Regions from separate parts of the Rattus norvegicus genome. Here regions 2 and 3 are each linked to region 1. Evidence: chromatin contacts called from public Hi-C data. All regions are on one chromosome and are shown on one strand. Each heading gives the region's core, a stretch centred on a gene start, on an enhancer-like site or on the middle of the called end of the contact. The rest is flanking DNA. Distances are from core to core; before and after follow the strand shown.

Region 1 (4,534 bases), core at 576-3,075:
AAGTGTTCTCTGACTTCCATAGGAAGGCTGTATCACCAAGGCTGTGCCCATACACATACACACTAAATAAATGAATATAAAATCCATCCCACCAAGTGTACCCATTTCTCCCAGAGTTTTTTTTTTCTTTTTCTTTTTCTTTCTTTTTTTTTTTTCCAGAGCTGAGGACCGAACCCAGGGCCTTGTGCTTGCTAGGCAAGCGCTCTACCACCGAGCCAAATCCCCAACCCCTTCTCCCAGAGTTTTGAATTCTACCACTGAACCTTTCTTTTTTTTTTTTTCCTTTCTTTCTTTCTTTCTTTTTCTTTCTTTCTTTCTTTCTTTCTTTCTTTCTTTCTTTCTTCCTTCCTTCCTTCCTTCCTTTCTTCCTTTCTTCCTTCCTTTCTTTCTTTCTTTTTTTTGACAGAGTCTCTCTACACAGTTCTGGCTGTTCTGGAAGTATGTAGACCAGGCTGGCCTCTAACTCAGAGATATATCTTATCTGCCTCTGTCTCCCCAGTGCTGGGATTCGAACCAGCCTGGTAGATAAAGACCATGCTCCATGCTCGGTGAATTATAGTACTATAAGTGCAGAACCATTAAATTGGACAAATACATACTTTTAAAGCTAGAGAACCATGATTTTCACTAGATATTAAGTACTTGTCTTTCTGTCCTTAAAAGGTGAGGGTAGATTGTGCTAGCCCACAATATTGAAGAGACAGTGATTGCTGAGAAGCTAGTATAATCAATCCCCTTTACATTGTTTAAAGTCTAAAATTAAAAAAAAAAAACAAACAACAAACTGGTTAGCGGGGGTGGGGGTGGGGCACGGTGCTGCACACTGTCAATTCCAGCACTTGGGGGGCAAGGGAAGGTGGATCTTTGTTGAGTTCCAGGACAGCCAGGGGCTACGCAGAGAAACTCTGTCTCGGAACCCAAAAACAACTAAACAAACAGACAAAAAAACTAGTCCTTCTAGAAATTATTATAATTTGTTGAATAGTTTCACCTTTTTTTCAGCCCCAACTTCTGAAGTTATGGCCTACAACGTTTTCAAGTGCCTCTGCTTTCCGACAAGGGATTGAGAAAGGGAGGTCGTGGTTTTGGGAGCCAGCTTTTGGAGTTTGGGGAGTCTTATTTTTCTGGTCTTGTCAGGCCTTCTTCTATTATTCGAGGACTGGTTTAAACATGGCTGACAAAAGAGCTTCGAGCCTGGGTTTGTGTTACCCCGAGAAGCTCAAAGGCGGCGCTGGTTGGGGTCGAGGCTGGAGGTCTAAAGGTTTAACAAGGCCTAACGTGTGGAGATTCTTCCCTTTTTTCTCTTTTGGGCACAAACAGGAGATTAGATATCGAATCTTGAGAGTTGTGAAAAGCGGGGGAGGACGGACGGTCGAGGGGGAAGGCAGGTCAAACCGTGGGCAGGACGTCGATGACCTAGAGTTCCAGGTTCTCCCAGAAAGGGCTTGCCAGGCTCCCTATCTGGTCCAGGAATTGCGGGAGTGTTGGGGATGGGGAGAGACTACGACATGAAGGAAAAAGGCGAAGCCTCCACATTGGTGAGGGAGTGGGGGAAACTGCCTCACCTCTTCTTTCTCTTCAAGCTGGTGCGGATGGTTCCAGTGTTTTATCTCGTTGCTGGGTAACCGTTTTTTCTTTTTTTTTCCTTTCTTTTTTTTTCTAAACTACGGCGGCCGGGAGGAGAGGGGAGCACCCGGTGCCGCGCCGTACAGCGGATGGTTTCGCGCACTGAAGGCTTGAGGGTGGGGCCCGCTAGGGTAACCCTTCCAGGCCCCGCCCACCACGCAAGATCCCGCCTCTGTCCTTATCCCCGCCTCCTGCCTGAGGGCTCTTCCTGAGAGCGGGTAAATTAGGATCATCTCAAACATGGTTTCCCCCCGGCCTGTTGGGCTAATGCTGCTGCTCATAATCGCGCGGGTCAGCAGAGGTGCAGGTGAGGTGTCACAACTCTAGCGGACGCTTGCCTTTCAGATCCTCTGCAGGATCTTGGCATGCGTCCTCTTTAAAGGTCGGCCTTGAGTCAGAACCGGTCTTACCCTACCTAGTCCTGGCCGCAGGGTACAGCTGGGCCCAGCTATACTGCCTTTTCCTTGCGGGGTACTTCACTTGCAGCATAGAAGGCAGAGAAGACATCGGTTTACCCACTGGGGCAGGCTCCAGTGTCCCCAGACCGAAGCCTTTAGGAGTGCTCAAAGAGAAGGGGGCGAAGCTAGTTAGATAATATTTGGAAACAGGTGACTGAGTCATCCAAAATATTTCCACACCTGCCCCCTCAGTGGTGCCCTTGGGGAGGGCTTCTATCGGGATGGGTGCCTTGAGGGAATTACATTTTACTAGTTTAAGTGGTTATTAGGGCTAAGAAATACAGCCCCCTCACTAGCTCAGAATAATTTAAAGTTCAGCTCTGACTTTTGATGCAGCTTGAGAGATATTAGTGGAGGGTAAGACTCATCACACTGGGGAGGGAGCTGATTCACATGGCCATTGTGCAGGTCACAACTTGTTATCTGACTAACCTGGGCTGGACATTGCCCATGGAGTTACCAAAAGATAGGAATCTATTGATTCAAAGTAAAGGGTTAATGCTGGATCCACCCACCTCTTTTCTTCTTTGGATCACTGAAAGAGTAGACCCCAAAGACTGTCAATAAATGAAATTTGAGGGGTTGTGAATATAGCTCGGTGGTAAAACTCTTGGCTAGAATGCTAGGAACTTGGGCTACCATCACCACAGCAATTAAAATGAAGGTGGAAATGACAAGAAATGGCATGATTGTGTTCTAATCAAGCACCAGCCAGACAGCAGCCTGTCAGTGGGTTTTCCATTTCAAAGCTAATACCCTATACTGATCGTCCCCATCTCTCAATCCTCTTATGATTTTGGGGACCTATCACAGGAGGTGGGGAGAAGGTAGAGCCACTGTTTTCTTAATTTTCTTTTTAAGGGCTGTCAAATTTAATATCACTGTTTTGTTTCCTTTGGGTCATATTAGGTAACCTTCCTTGATTACCTTGGCAGTATTCATTCATTTTTTGCTTCAGATCATCTCCCTTAGCTCTTTCTTGCACATCCTAACATCTTTCCTTTAACTCTCTCCTTTTGCTACATTTTTGTTACATTTTAACAGTGAAAGGACCTATAAATTCCGCTACCCAGTTTGAGAATGGTAACACTGTGATTTTTATCAAGACTGCCAGGAGAGTCCTCCTTAGTATGTCTGCTGGGTTCCCTTCAGAAGTAACTGCTAACCTAACATTTTTTGTTAGTCTACTTATCATGGTATCTTCTCCACAGCACTCACTCTTGTTTGTCACTTCAAGTTACAAAATGAAGGGAAACATCCAACACCTTAAAATAACCACGTTTGTATATGCCTGGCGTTTCTGAGGTGCGGTTCTTTTGTTCATTGTCCAGTTCCTCAGTATGTTTGTCTTTTCCACGTAGAATGTGAGCTTCATCAGGATAGGGAATATAATTTTTTTTGCATTATTATCACAATGTAACGGCAGCAAAAAGGAAATTGCAATACCTTGGGAATTAGATGACATGGATTCTAATTCTGTCATAAACTACCTTCTGAGGCCAGTCAAGGCCCGTCTTCAGTATCTTAAGCCCTCTGTCACACAAGTAAGCTCCTAGTAGATTGTAAGATCCTTGGTAGCAAGAATTTCTATCTATTATTGGAATTATTTTTCCTTCCAGTGTTACAGTCTCAATGTTAAAGTATCAGGAACCAATAAAGAGATATTTGTTGAATTCATAGCTGTTCTAATTATTCTTAAAAATTGCTTAATCTATTTGTGTCCTAGTCCCTGGACGGGTAATGTGGTTAGATTATATCTCTTGATCAGTAAGTAACATAATTATACTGTTATTTTTTTTCTTTTCTTTTCTTTTCTTTTTTTTTTTTTTTCTCGGAGCTGGGGACCGAACCCAGGACCTTGTGCTTGCTAGGCAAGTGCTCTACCACTGAGCTAAATCCCCAACCCCTATACTATTATTATAAAGATATTTTCCACCTCTAAGATTTTTTTTTCGCTCATCATAAATCCATTCACAAAGAGGTTCTATAAATGAATGTTGGCAAACACTGACTGGCTTGAAAAGGCATTCCCCATCCTATGGACTTTAACATTGTTGCCTGTGTAAGCAATATTTTCCTCACTTCTGTCCTTCCAACTCCAGTCTTCTCTCTACTTAGCTCTTATTTATGCATTTGCTTTTCAGCTTTTGTTCTGTATCTACCCAAGACAGGGCCCTCCCACACATATGCCTCCCGGTTTCCCCAGCAGGCTGCCAAATTGCTTATGCAATTCTGGGATGTTGTGGTCCTAGAGTTGTTTGCTCATGGTACATGCATCTTTAGCTTGTTAAGCCTTCTGGATAATCTTTGATTGTCATGTAGGCTTCCTGATTGAACTAGCTCCTGAGTGAGAAAGAGAGCTGAGGATTCTTAGGGTTAGCCTGTTACCTGAAGAGCAGTATTAATAGGCCACCAAGCTTGTGAGGGGACCCCCATTAGCTCTACTTCCC
Region 2 (4,534 bases), core at 1,185-3,684, 250 kb before region 1:
ATTCTCCTAACTGCTAAGTCATCCATCTCTCTAGCCCAACATTTTTAAAATTTAGTGTGTGTGTGTGTGTGTGTGTGTGTGTGTGTTTTGGGGGGGCTGTACATGTATACAAGTGTGTACGAATGTGTACATTCGATGGTATGATCTCATGTGTGGAGATCAGAGGACTTTTCAGGAATTGGCTCACTCCCTCCACCTGGTTTTGAGGCAAAGTTATAGTGACATTTTAGAGTTTTGGTTTCTTTAAAAAAAAAACCACACAAATATTATGAGAATGTGTTTTCGTTTTGATCCCAGGTGTAGGGATATAGAGCTACTTCAGATTGTCCAGAGCAGGTGACTACGATTTGTCTCGTGCTCTAGCAGGGAGGGACATGATTTTGCCGGCTGCAGATTGTTTCTACAACTGTGTGACAGGGACGTTTTTCAGAGGATATACAAAGGCTAGGTCCCTGAGAGGTGTGCTGGGATATCGGTTAGTTGGTTGTTGTTTTGGGTTGTTAGGAAGTAACAAGAAGAAATTAGATACCCTGATGACAAAGATCAAACTTGCCTCGAGGAACTCAATGCCTCTGAACAGCAGGGAGTAGCTAGCAATGCTGCCCTTTTCTAGCCCTGACTGTACTCAGGGATCTCCTTTCCTTTCCTTCCTATCCTTTTTGTTGTTGTTATTATCTAGTATCCCGGGGTTGAAAGGTAGGAAGAGAAGGGGTGGAGAAGGGTGAAAGAAAACAGGACCCGAATAGCAGCAGAGACCAGCTACACAGGGTCTCTGATCTCTGCTGCTTCACTCCAGGCCACACGCTGCTGACAGAGTCTCAATACAGGGCTGTGGGGCTTACACTGCTCCACCCATCGTGCACCTGGACTCCAGGACTAGAACCTCAGTCTATCAGGCTTGCACACAAGTCTTTTTACCTGTAAGCCACCTCCAGATCCTTGTGTGATATTTAAATGTCTTGTTGCTTCTCTAAAATCACCCAGGTTTAGTACCTTGTACATTCTAAGAACATCACATATTTCCAACATTCCATAAATACTATATATTACTATGTATATTAGGCAATATTATTCAATTTAAAAACAAGGGGTGTGGAACAGTGACTTGCTCCCTATGCACGATAAAATTTGAACAAAGAGCTAAGGAACAGTTCGTTGAAATACTAAACAAAGCCAAACAAAAACATTGCAAAACCACTCTCAGCTGTTAGCAAGAGAATCAAATATTTACATGTGTAAACTTTTGAAAAGGGCGTCCCTTCATCTGAGATGCTTCTACCTATCTGCATTTACTGCATTTCCATTCTTTCATAGCCAGCAAAGACCATATTTCCTGATTCATTCAAAAACTACATCCTGAAGGACCTACTTTACCCCAAAACAAGAACAAGACGTTCCTTGACCTTGTGGAATTTACAACTTCCTCCGAGTTTGTCAGGATTAACCTCTTTCGTTTTTTCTTACTTCATTGTGCTTTATTTAAAAGCTTATAAACCCCAAGCAACTAATTAACATTTAAAAAGTGACCAACTGTCGTTACAGTGTCGGAAAGATGTACACAGTACATCTTGCCTTTCACGGCAAACAATCATGTTTGTGAAGTAAACTAGTCTACTTGCTGGTATACAGTAAGAACTAAGTAATATTTGATTATGTCAACTAAAGATGAAGCAAGTTTGGGAAAATACATCAGTATTGTATAATTTTGACGCAAGAATATAATCTGTCACAGAATGGAAACAGCATCCCCCAGCTTTAAGCACCAAAAATCAGAGAAGGCTAATAAAAAAGGCAGGCAGCGATCACAGTATCTGGGTCAACTGACACTCACGTGCGCTGGAATTCCCGACCAATTTGGTGAGGCAGGTTCCACCCAAGCCCCAACTGGTACTATGGCCTGGTTCCTCTCAGCCAGCACTGCCAAAACATCCTTGCTCTTCGTGGGGTTTAAAGTCAGGGGCAGTTTTGTGGGATTCCGAGGCTTCTTGAGGGGGGTCATACCTCCTGGCATTGACTTCTGGTTAGGAGAAAAGAAAAAGAGGGACACGAAATAAAGACGAGGGGAAAAGGTTTAAAAATTACTTTCTGGAAGGAATGGAAACGAGAGAATGGAGGATTCACTTGGGAGATGAAAAACTGCCCAGAGGTGGGTATAGGTGGGCGCTAGGGACAGGACTTGAGTCTGAGAGATGACCGGGTGTGGAAATGCGCCAGCTCACTGCTGCGGGGTGGAGGGGTGTCTGAGGCCCGGGCAGGAGCCGGGGTCCTAAGAAGCCTGGGCACAGGCAGGGCGTCGGAAGTCCGGGCAGGAGGGCAGGGGCCTGTGAGACTCGGGCAGTTAGATAGGGAACCTGTGAAGCCTGGAGCCCGCCGCGATCCGGACCTTCTCACACTCAAACTCCGCGGGCTGCTTCGCAAAGGACAAACAGCAAACTGACACACCGGGCCTGCCCTGCCCCTTCCGCATTCGTCACGCATCCTGGGCTGGGAAGGCGGGGATCCGAGAGTTGGGAGTTACGTCACGTCCGCTTCCTGTCCTTTGGTTGGGAGGGCCAGAGCTAGTTTATGAAACTTCCAGCGAGCTTTGGATGCTGGCGCTGTAGTAGTCTCAAATCTCATAGGGAGATGTCTAACATGATGAACAGGCGAGTAAGCGTTCGGTCTTGAGGAAATCTCGGGAAAAGGCACAGCAGTTCTCAATCTAAGGGTCGCCACCCTATTTTGGGGTTGCATATCAGATATCCTGCGATGAGATATTTTACATTACAATTCATGGCAGGAGCAAAAGTACAGTTATGAAGTCGCAACCGAATTTTACGGTTGAGGGTCACCACAACATAAGGAACTGTATTAAAGAGTCGCAGCATCACGAAGGGTGCTAGGACCCATGCTAGAACATGCTGCCAGTGGGTCCTCGAGGTACAGACCAAGCCAACAATCAACCAGACTGTGTTTTTGGGCATCTCCTAAGGTTTACAACGCTATTTCATGATTACCCTCAACATGTTCTTGCGTGTGACCATCACAACTTATTTAGTGGTCTCCATCTCTACTCCAAACACTATTTGGAACTTTTCATTAAACCCAAAGGACATAGACTCATTCATTTGAGTTGTATGTGGATGCTGGAGGTTGAACCTAGGACCTCTGGCACGTTAAGCAAGTGGGGCAGCGGAAACCCTAGCCCCCTTAATATCTTTGCTTTTCAGTTAAGGTCTCACTAAGGTGCCCATGCTGGATTCGAATTCCCTATGTAGCCCAGGCCTCGAACTTGCAATCCTCCTGCCTTAGCCTATCCAATGACTGGTGTTACAAGCATGTGTCACCAGGTTTCACTTCAACATATATTACTGCAAGCATTTTACATATCAGTATGTTTTCTGGATACTCCAGGTCCAGTGAACAAAGATCCCTTGTTTGGAGAATTTACAAGACATTGACATTGATAGGACCTTTCCAGAGAAGACATCAGTAAGACAGTTGAAGTGGTTCTATGTGTTTGGTTTGTATTTCACTTTATTCAGTCCTGGAAATTAAGCTCGGGGCTTCTTACATGCTAGTCAACTTTTTTTTAACTAAGCAAAGACTATGTAAGATCATGAAACAAACCTTTATACTCTTCAAGGGAGGGATTTCGGTATTTAGTTGATTGTTTGACAGGTTTTAATGGGATCTCCTAGGTAGTTCAGTTCTTCCTGCCTTAGCATTCCGAGGGCTGGAATAGCAGGCATAAAATATCATACCCAGGTATAGGACTATTCCAAGTAGGAGCTGGAGAAATAGTTAAGACTGCTTCCTGCTCTTCCAGAAGACCAAAGTTCATATCCCAGCACCCTAGGCACCTACACACACACACACACACACACACACACACACACACACACACACACACAATGTTCCCAGTAGAGAGTGAGCATTAATGTGGGACCACTGACTGACTGAGAAAAGTGAAGGAGGCTAGAATGACTAGAAAAGGATGAAAGGGGAAACTCTGAGACGAGCATGACAAGCCACATAGTGTGTGTTTATCACTATAATGTGTTGAGATGGAGCACCATTAGAGAACTGTGAGCTAATGAGTAACAATTAAAAAGGCATCCCATATGCTGTGTTGAGAATTAGGAATAAGAATAAGTGGGGAAAGAGGTTACAGAAATTGCCCCGTTATGACTTTCCCCCCAATAATCTCATGATTTGAGAAGGAAAAGTCTGAAGTCTGGTGCCAGCCATATAGGAAAGTTGTTTCCTAGAAATAAGAAAGAGATGTCCCAGAGTGCCAGTAACTTATCAGAGCACCTTGCAGGAGACAGGAGCTGAAACAATTATAAGTCGATAACCACACCTTAGCCAGGATTGCTTAATTATGACTTCTGTTTAAACGTTATCCTCATGTTTGGATCCCTGGAGGATGAACCTCTTTGTTCCTCTGCCATTGTGATCATATTGAGTAAACAATTTTCTGCTTTTCATGTTTAATGTGGCTCTTTTACTTGGCTAATCAAATGCATGTGGACAAGGCCAACTTGTTATGGCA
Region 3 (4,534 bases), core at 1,425-3,924, 150 kb before region 1:
TGAAATCTCACTTTAAAGTAGCGGTCAACATACATGAAGTCTAAAACACGTCAACTGTATTTAAGTCTAAATTGTAATGCCTTCCTTTTTGGCTAGTTTTGGAAGTGCTGGAGACAAAATCTAGGGTTTATCAAATACCAGGCAAATGCTCTACCACTGAACCAAACCCTAGCCCTCCATCAGGGTGGGTTTCGATTTGGTTTGGATTGGACTTAAAAAACCACCACTCACCTTTAGAAGATACCTACAAATCAACCTGGTTATTTAAAAAGTACTAAGTAAGCAGGGCATGGTGCACACCTTTAGTCCCAGCACTTGGGAAGCAGAGGCAGGTGGATCTCTGAGATCAGCCTAATCTACAGAGAGGGTTCAAGCCAAACATCTATCTTGCCTTTCTTACTCAAAAGAGGATAAACAAATAGTTGAAGGCAGGTTCACCTTAGAAAAGTATCTTAGCTCCCCAGCTCCGAAAAGAAAAAAAAAAAAAAAAAAAAAGAAAAGTATCTTAGCTCATAATGAGGAAATCATAGAGACAGAATGTCATGAATTAGCTGTCTCCCCTGAATAATGAACCTGGGTAATCACTGTCACTGCATGCTCATATGACAACGCAGAAAAGCAGACATTACTCCTGATAGACACATGTGGAGACACATCGCCTATGACGCACTCTGGGCGGGGGAGGGGGACCCAAGCGTTAATTGATCATGCCTCTATATCTAACAGCCAATTTACAGGAAATAATAGGGGCAGAAAAACATGTCAAATGACACCATAGGGATACATTCAACCAAACCCAGACTGGAAACTCCACAGAACAAATGACCTGGTTTCCTCAACAAATGAATTGCAAGGAGAAAAAAAAATAATTAAGGGGTGGGGAGGACAGCAGATTAAAAGAGACAACACACTGTATATATTCATTTGGGTCTAAGTTTGAACACTGAAGGGAATAAGACAGCTGGGAACAGTGGTGGAGTATGTGTATTGTTTCATTGGAGGCGGGCAAATTGAGACTCTCTTTCCATGACTTCCTCTTCACATGAGCTGGAATCCTTTCTAAAGATAACCCATCATCAGATTTGTAGATTTGGTGATAAAGAAGTGTGATTTTAGATATGCTAATCCCATTGTTCTTTATTTTTATTTAAAACGTTTTAACTGCCATCTCTATGTGTGCGCGTATGTATAGGATTGCGCATGCATCAGAATTCATACGCGGAAGTTAGAGAACAACTTGTGAGGAGGGATGGTTTTCTCCTTCTACTCTGTGGGTCTGGGGATCGAATCAAAATCGACTATAAGGTTTGGTGGCAAGCATATTTTCCCACAGAGCCACCTCGTTGGCCCACTAATGCTATTTAAAAGATTTCTTTAGTCCTTATTTTCAAAAGGACTATCTTGAAATATTTACAGAAGAAGTTGTAAGGTTTCTGGTATTTGCTCCAAAACCATGAGCAGATGCTGGGACTGATATTGATATTGACAGATATTGGATGTGTAAGTGCTGAGCTGGACATCTGAGGGTTCTAACTTTGTGTGTTTGTGTTATCCATGACAATAGTTTGGACAGCACAGTGTATATAGAATACATTTATAGGCCCAAACGTGCCTGTGCTCTGAATTTGGTCCATGGGCTGTGACAGACTGTGACATTTGGATCTGATCAAAGTTGACTTTCATCCAATCCACCTCACCAGTGAACTCAAACCCTGGCTACCAGACCTCGCTCTCATAAACCCTTTTTTTTAGTCCATTTTTTAGATCACTTTCTAGAGAGGATAGTTAAATAAAGCCACCTGAATTCCTGGGCATGGGACACTACACGATAAGGACCTTGGGAGTTAAGTATCGCCACCTAGAACCTGTCCCTAAGATCTTTACCCAAGTGTTAAAGGTGGACAGTACAGGTAGCCAGGCTTCATCCTTGCAGAGGCTAAAGGCTTCTACTACCTAGGAGAATAAACAAACGAAGGTATGACTGGACCCCAGGACCCAGCAGCTAGAAAGGGGCTGTTAAACTGGAGAGGGAGAGCGTCTGGGGCGGAAAGGGGAAACTAGGGAAAGACCGCTCATCGAAAGGCACGTTGAGAGACCGAGCAGCACCGTGTGAATGATTTCCGTAAAGTCTCTTTCCTCTTTGCATTTCTCCTTTATTTAAGGAGAATCCCTTTGCTAGGCACGCATCTGCGGCTAGGGCTGCTCACTTAGTGAAGAAAGGGCAGGGCGGCTGGGAGAATGAATTGCACCCACGCGGAGGGAGCGGCGGTGAGACGTAGGCTGGCATCGCGCGGCGACACACAATGGGCCATCGAGGATACCGGGCACAGCGAAAGTTGTGCATTGGTCCCTCCCCAGCCCTGCCATCCAGCGCCCCGCCAGGGACTCGCCCCTCCGGTTGACCGTTGGTCTCCGGTGCAGACCTCTCCATCATCCCTGCGCGCCTCAGCCCGGGTATCTTCTCAGCGACCGAGTAGCAGCGCTTTTGGCTCCCACTTTCACCATCAGCCGCTCCCTGGCGGGCTGGAGTAATGAGCCGCCAGGCAACTGGCCCCACGCCATTGTGTGCGCGCCGGGGCGAGGCCCGGTCTCCGCGGCGCGGTGGAGGGTGACCACGCGCGCCGCTGCGCCCCTCGCTTCACACCTGCTCCCCGCCCCCGGCCGGCGAGCGCGGGCGTGGCCTTCCCCTCCCCGGGGGAGGGGCCTCAGCTGGGGCAGCACTTGGTAAAGAGGCCGTGGAGAGGACGCCCGCGGCCGGAGGAGGCGTCGTAAATTTGGAGCAGATGCGGCCTGGCAGTCAGTCACCCAGCTCGGGGCGGCGGGGGAGGGCTCCGCTCCGCGCCCACGCCCCTCTTCTAGTCAGCAGCTGAGTCCTGCGGACTCCACACCTAGGTGACCCCGGACTTAGGACATATGGAGCCTGTCTCCCACTCCCACCGCATCTGTCCTGTGCTTTTTGTGTGTCCTCACTGCTGGGAGAAGTCATGGAGGGAAAGGGGAAATGCCTGAATTCAGTTACTACTTTCTTCCTAAAATGAGTAGTTTCTTCAGATGAGACTGACAGTCTGCCACCCTGGTCCTGAGCTAGAAACGCAAGTAGGGAGGCACAGACAAATAAAGGATAGGGTGGGGGTGTTCAAGGAGGGCAGAGTAAAAATAACAAGGAATAATACTTGCTGTAGTTTATTGCTGTGGTACTGCATGTTTAACTAGGGTGGCACTGTAACCATCCAACAGAGCAAGGGGCTTGGTTGCCCCTGGGACTTGATGGAGTCAATTCTATCTCGGGGCACTTTCCAGTCTTCCACTATAAAGAAGGGAGGTGAGTCTTCCATGAGTTTTGAAGGAATGGAGAAAAGGATACTGGGACGGGGACAGTCCCAGTTACTTATTCTGGACACCGTAGAGGTCTCTCTCTCTAAAGCAACGTGAAATGACGTCTGAGTCTCTGACTTCTGTATAAAGATCACAGTACCATAACCTGTCTCACCAAGGCTAATTTGGAGGTTATGTTCACAGCAACGGTGCCAAGTGGAATTGGCAAAACCTTCTAAGACGACCCTGTGTTTTTCCATCTGGGGCTGTTTTGTTTTCTCGGCCACTCAGGGGAAGTAACTAGGCTGGCTGATGGGCTCCTGGGCCTCCTTCCCTTCCTCTCCCTTCAGTCTCCAGTTCTGCGCTGGTCAAAATACAGTTTGCATCAAAATCACTTGGAGATCTGAACACCCACAGTTTCCGATTCTTTTTCATCTGGGAAGCGGCCAGGCAATTTGCATTTCTAAGAGCTTGCCCAGTGACTACTATGGTAATGCTGTTGCAATAGCATCCTCACTGTGAGAGCTTAGTCTAGATGGAAAGGACGAATGGGGCTGATGATATAGGTGGAAGCGGAAGTACTCAGTCCTGGAGAGGCTGGGGTATCTTCATTCTCAGGCAGAGATCCACAACCAAACCAAATGTCTGGAAGACCTTCTGGTGTGTGCGTGTCTGTCTGTCTGTCTGTCTGTCTGTCTGTCTGTCTCTCTCTCTCTCTCTCTCTCTCTGTATGTGTGTGTGTATGTGTGTGTGTGTGTGTGTATTTGGAGACTGGCGCTCCTCTCAATGGACTCATAATTCACTCCTGTCCATAAAAGCAAGCCATGCTTTAACCCTTACATTCAGGAGGCAGAGACAGGAGGATCTCTCTAAGTCTGAGGTCAGTCTGGTCCAGAACAGTAGGACTAGAGATATCCTGTCTCAAAGCACAAACAAACCAAAAACATAACCCAAAAAGTCTTGAGCAGCCTTTCAAAGGGACAAAGGAAGGAAGAACTACTTGATTGGTTTTTCTAACCTGTCCATCAGTCACTGAAGCAGGACGGGCGTGGTCTACATGTTTTTACCTGTAAACCAACTAATACAGGTTATAGTGTGACTCAGTGTTTGTTTATGAATGTCCCCCATCTGCTGCTTCTGGCTGTTTGAAACACTCTTAAGGTGACTTAAGAGATTGAGTTTCAAGGGGGCTGGGGATTTAGCTCAGTGGTAGAGCGCT

What was found. Hi-C and Micro-C count contacts between places; a contact is called where the count stands out from the background.
Region 2: a Hi-C map of the A7r5 cell line shows a contact between it and region 1, with 4 times the contacts expected there. The contact joins the promoter of Ccdc15 here to the promoter of Siae in region 1. A contact is called at or near these places in 2 of 12 Hi-C or Micro-C datasets (the A7r5 cell line and Schwann cells).
Region 3: a Hi-C map of liver shows a contact between it and region 1, with 5 times the contacts expected there. The contact joins the enhancer-like site here to the promoter of Siae in region 1. A contact is called at or near these places in 11 of 12 Hi-C or Micro-C datasets (the A7r5 cell line, the Rat2 cell line, Schwann cells and 6 more).

What each region holds. Positions count from the first base shown.
Region 1 is chr8:45,505,665-45,510,198 of GRCr8, forward strand. It overlaps Siae (sialic acid acetylesterase), which reads left to right and starts at 1,826. Exons shown (of 10, transcript NM_001108759.1): 1 at 1,826-1,933. The coding sequence starts at 1,867. Spa17 (sperm autoantigenic protein 17) reads right to left here and starts at 1,598. Exons shown (of 5, transcript NM_053482.2): 1 at 1,566-1,598.
Region 2 is chr8:45,255,134-45,259,667 of GRCr8, forward strand. Ccdc15 (coiled-coil domain containing 15) reads right to left here and starts at 2,435. Exons shown (of 14, transcript NM_001191912.1): 1 at 2,352-2,435; 2 at 1,832-2,017. The coding sequence starts at 2,011.
Region 3 is chr8:45,358,592-45,363,125 of GRCr8, forward strand. No RefSeq gene overlaps it. Among named protein-coding and RNA genes, the nearest start is that of Robo3, 21 kb to the left of the region's middle. Within about 2 kb of position 2,675, at least 19 of the 93 cell types and tissues checked have an H3K27ac peak or open chromatin away from gene starts, as enhancers often do. A contact at or near this core is called in liver and prefrontal cortex, where this site is marked.